Regions from separate parts of the Gossypium hirsutum genome. Here region 1 is linked to region 2. Evidence: chromatin contacts called from public Hi-C data. All regions are on one chromosome and are shown on one strand. Each heading gives the region's core, a stretch centred on a gene start, on an enhancer-like site or on the middle of the called end of the contact. The rest is flanking DNA. Distances are from core to core; before and after follow the strand shown.

Evidence for each region. A called contact is a pair of places that touch in the nucleus more often than the background predicts.
Region 1: a Hi-C map of leaf shows a contact between it and region 2, with 3 times the contacts expected there. The contact joins the enhancer-like site here to the promoter of LOC107949460 in region 2. A contact is called at or near these places in 9 of 34 Hi-C or Micro-C datasets (callus, hypocotyl, leaf and 1 more).

The regions. Positions count from the first base shown.
Region 1 is chrD01:32,948,903-32,951,602 of Gossypium_hirsutum_v2.1, forward strand. No RefSeq gene overlaps it. Among protein-coding and RNA genes, the nearest start is that of LOC121213523, 15 kb to the right of the region's middle. Within about 2 kb of position 1,314, at least 1 of the 9 cell types and tissues checked has an H3K27ac peak or open chromatin away from gene starts, as enhancers often do. A contact at or near this core is called in leaf, where this site is marked.
Region 2 is chrD01:32,804,995-32,807,694 of Gossypium_hirsutum_v2.1, forward strand. LOC107949460 (transcription initiation factor TFIID subunit 12) reads right to left here and starts at 1,308. Exons shown (of 9, transcript XM_016884113.2): 1 at 633-1,308; 2 at 386-541. The coding sequence starts at 1,136.

The DNA of each region.
Region 1 (2,700 bases), core at 64-2,563, 140 kb after region 2:
AGGAAAACTACTCCTAGTCGCCCTCTACTTCCTATAATATAAATTATTTCTATTCACCCTCTACTTCTTATAATATAAAAAATTATTTCTAAAAGAAATCATAAATGTCCAACTTGTTAAGGCAATAATCAAATTGTTTCTTTCCTAATGTTTTTTGTAAATATATCTGCTAGCTGATCTGTAGTAGAGACATACGAAAGAGAAATAAGATTCTCTTAAATTGCATCCCGAATAAAATGACAATTCACCTCAATATACTTTGTATATTCGTGATTAATAGAATTATGAGCAAAGAACAGACTAATTGTGACAAAGGAATAGATTCATTATATTATTAATGTGTAGTTTTTTCACATTAAAACCTAATTAAAACAAACAGTTTCATTGGTAGTGATATATATTTGTTTAATATTGTGGTTTTAAAAAAATTAAAATTTATTAAATATTCATAATTATTATTATATAAAACTTGGAATTTTTAAATCTTTCGTGCATTGCACAACCAAGAAAAGTGATATATATAACACATTCCATTTGCTAAAAGTTTCTTAGAGTAATAATATAAATTATAATATATTATTTGAGAATCAATTTTACCAAGTAAATTATTTTAAATATCAATATAATTAATTTATAATATACCATATTTTTATAATAAAATTACATAAAGCAATTGGTTTTATATAACAAATTAATGTTATATCATTTCGATGCAAACAAATAACCATAAAAATATGGATTTTAATTAAAATATACTTAAAATTATTATATTACAAAAAAAAGTTTAATTTAAATTAATATTAAATTAGTAATTTATATTGAGGTTTAGACCTTGAAATTACCTAAATATAATCAAGGTTTTCATAATCAAATTGGTTAGACCATCAATTTTTTGGTTCAATTGAATAAATTATTAAAAATTTAAAAATTAAAACAATAAAAATAGAGAAAAACCGATTTAATCAATTTTTTAGCTCAATTCAACCAATTTGTGATTCAATCTATCCAACCCCTTATTCCAAATTGAAACCACGACTAATTCTTGATCTAACCAGTCCGACCAAATAATTTAATATAATTCAAAATACTGAATATAATTACATTTAATGCAAAATAATTTAAACTCGAATCTAAAATAATTTAAACACCTAAAATTTTAAACTTTAAATGAAAAAAAAAACCTAAACTCAAAATAACCTAACATAAACCTATCAAATCAGTCCATTGCCACCTCAACTCATGGATAGAATGTTGGATTAAGGAAAAGGAAGAGATTTTATAAATATAAGCTGGGTACACGGTCCAGCCCATTTAAATTGTAGCCTATAAGTTCTCAAAATACCTTTTTCTTCAGCTAAGGGCCAGCTTACAATTACACACTAACAAATTGCATTATATACCAAAAATACCTTTGGAAACCATGTAGTTAATATATATATATATATATGTATGTATGAGTTTAAAAATAAATTAATAATGATATATATACAATCTATATTGAATTAAAATAAAAAATTAATTTAAATTATAAGTAAAAAAAAACTTTAAATACCTAAACATATCATATTATAAATATTAAATACAATCTAATTGTTCATCATCATTTTTTTATTTTTTATAACATGTTAAAATGTTATCATGTTGGTCAAAGGAAAATTCAATATTGAGTCGATTTGTGGCACCAACTTAATCGCAGATATTATGTATACTAATTTTTGTTACACCCATGATGTAAGTGAAAGAAAAACATAATATTAAAATTATAATTATAAAAAAAAATGGGATGAAGTTCAAAACTGCACATGAACTTTGGTTCAATGTGCAATGCTATAGGTGAACTATAATTTTGTACAAATTTATACATTAAATGTTTATTTGATTCAAATTTCACAATTTACTAATACAACTATAGATATAACATCATTTTAAACAAATAGTTATATTTATTTAATACAAAAATAAAATTAATATACTTATTTCTTTAAATTGTAAAATTAGATCAAAATCGGAGTTTCATATATACATTTGAACTACAATAAAATAATTAAAGTTTGTGCATCAAAATTGTACTTGAACCAAAATTCATGTAGAATTTTGATACTTCTCCCTAAAAAATATCAATAATTGAGTTATAGATGAAATGGTAAAATACTTATTGTAAACATTGTTTAGGCTTAGGTACATTCTTACACATTACATTAAATTATTCAAAAAATTTATAAAAAAATTATATAGATATCGGTAAGGATTTCATACAAGAAAAATTAAGAACCTGTCAAATATATTTAATTTACATTAAAAAAATAAAAATTAAAAAATAAAAGAATACATGACCTGCTTGTAGAGTTGTTTAGTTCAATTGCAAATGTACCCTACAATAATCTTTTGGTTAAATGAAATAATTTCAGTTTTAGTCTCTCCCAGTTATAAGTATTCAATTTAAATCCTTTTAAAACAGAAAAATTACCCCAAGCACATTAAAATTCTAAAATTTTATTATCCACAAAAGGAGATGTGTAGTACAAAGCCAGTTTCAATCAAAGCATCCTTGTTGATTTGTGTAGCTAAGGCAGCCATTACAGGCCGGCACGACGCCACCATTGTCATCACTCTCTCTATACCAAATGTTTGTGGTGGGCAATCATTTGAAGGAGACAAGGCCTGACTTCGGCAGGCACCGGTGGGGTTAATCATCAACCA
Region 2 (2,700 bases), core at 58-2,557:
AGAATCTGGCTATGAAGCCAAGAGGTTGTTGGCAACCACAATGTGTTATATAGTAGATAATAACACCTTAGCTCTCTTGACGAACTCCTTAAAGCAGCTTACTTCAACCTACCAATACTATATTCAAATTAAGATTAAAAATAATAATACAAGTCAGGGAGAAAGGATTAGTATTTTCTAGATTCAACCAACAGTTCTAAGCAGCCTTAAAAATCTAAAACATTATTAAGAACTCTATTAAAATATGCTAAAACTGTTATTACTGCGACCATTTAAATTCAACTAACATTTTTTAGCATTATTAGAACATTATTGACAAAAAATCAATGTCATTTAAATTAATAAAAAGAAATAATATACATTAATCCTTAAAAATAATACTAACTTGGGTAGAAGGGGACTGGCTAGTTGGTGAAGATGTTGGTCTAAGAGATGATTGCAAAGGCCTTTGTTGATGCTGAGCAGAAATCCCACCTGGTCTCATTTGTGAACTTGAACCAACTGATGATCCCATCCCTATTCCTCGCATCATTGGCCTTGCCTATGAAAAAGAAATATCACAAGAAGAGGAAATTTCAGCATCAAAAGCTCAAAATCGTGAGTGAAAATAACCCACAAGCTTAAAATCCAACCTGGGAAACATTGGAACTAGAGGTTCCACCGAAGGAATGGCCAAAGGAACCGGTAAACGGAGTGGATTGCGGAGGTGAAGGAGAAGGAGGCGAGGGGCCAGAATGGGACGAAGGAACACCGAGGGCAATGCTGCCTCGCGGCTGAGAGGAAAGTGAAGGGGAAGGAGACGATGAGGCGGAAGGAGAAGAGGAAGAGAAATGAGTGAACTGGGCAGAGTGCTGTTGCCATGGCCTCGAGAATGCAGCGGCGGATCTTGGCTGATGAGAGGGGAGAGCTGGTTTAGGCTGCGGCGGCTGTTTCGGTGGTGGTATGGCGGAAGGTAAGGGTTTCGGGATAGGGTTGGGGTTAGGGTTAGGGATTGCGGTAGAGGATGTTGAGGACGGGGGCGTTGGCGTTGTTTGTTGTTGAATTTGTGGCTGCGGCTGTGGTTGCGGAGGTGGGTCGACGGCGGAGGAAGGAGGAGGAGCATTAGGGGTTGGCGGCGGTGGTTGCTGTTGGTCCATCAGGAGTGCAAGGATGGAAGGATTGAAGAGGAAGTTTAGTTGGTTTATCAACTGTAGACGAGCTCTCTTTTTCCTCTCTGAACTTTTAAAACACACATTAAAATAAGCTATTGGATAAACTACAAATTTAGATCTTAATTTTATAAATTTGTCAATTTAATCCTATTTCTTTGTTTCGGGGTTTGAATGAAAATGTTTGCACTAAATATAAGGAAAGGAGTTATAAATATTGCTTATAATATCTGCAAACTTTCTATGGGGATTGGATAGTTGTAATCTTCAAATTTATTTATTATCTGTATTAAATTGGATAATTGTAATCTGTTTTTATTGGATTTATTTTCCAGTTCATTAAACTATCATCATTTAAACAAAATCTCACCATTCTGCATCTAATCTCCCTTGCTTAATACACTTAATGCATCAAAATAGGTATCATCATTTTAGATACTACTAAATGTTTTAATTAATATTATTAATTCCTTAAATATTCTCATTTGGATCATTTATAAATTTTCTTTCGACCGTTTTATTAAGGGTTAAAGTAAAAATTTATCAACGGTTTTAAAAAGTTGATTGACAAGGAAGCATAAAGAATGGTCAAAGAAAAAAGCTCTTAAAATATGCAAAATTCTGATAACGGAGGTGCTAGTGATTCTAGATCTGATGGGGATCGGAACACTAAGAAAGTGAGATTAAGGAAGGAATCGATGGAGAGGTTGCTACTATGGTTGTGGACTCTTATCTAATCCCGAATTTGTCTTGGAAGGACAAGCTTTTAGGGGGAGGAGCAGTCATTTTTGGTATGGCTTGTAATGACCCTAGCGAGGGAAGTGAAAGTGATTTTGAGTTGTTAGAAGGTGATGTGAGTACGACCATGGTCAATGGGATTCCAGCAATTGTCTTCTCGGACAGTATTTAAGAAATTCTCTTCAAAGAGATGGAATTGACGGTCGTACTCAAGCTTTTAGGGCGAAGCATTGGCTATAACACTCTTCATAATCAAATAAGCAGCCTATGGAAACCTACAAAACCATTCCATCTCATGGACATAGAAAACAATTATTTTTTTGTTAGGTTTCAGAACAATAAAGATTATAATCGAGTATTGACTCAGGGACCATGGATCATTTACGGCCAGTACCTTACTGTTCAACCTTGGACTAAAGATTTTACTTCATCGTAGCCATATCCCAGCGTGGTGATGGCTTGGACCCGGCTATCGAAACTCTCGAGATTTATATATAAATCGAAGACATAGAGGTCATCAGGGGGCTAGTCGAAAAAGTGGCAAAACTGGATTTTTTAAACTGATAGCAGAACCAGAGGCCAGTTCGCTCGTCTGGCTATGTTTATTAACATTGACAAGCATTTTCTTTCTCAGGTTATGGTCGACGGCATCGTCTAATGAGTGGAATATGAGGCGCTTCAACAATATGTTTTTTTACAGTAAGTACGGGCACGTCAAGGATTTGTGCCTGTCAGTGGTGGTAAATCTGACCTAGAAAAGTAATGTAGAAGCAGTGGTTGCTAACTTAAGCGAGGTCGTCGGTGGAGTAGAATG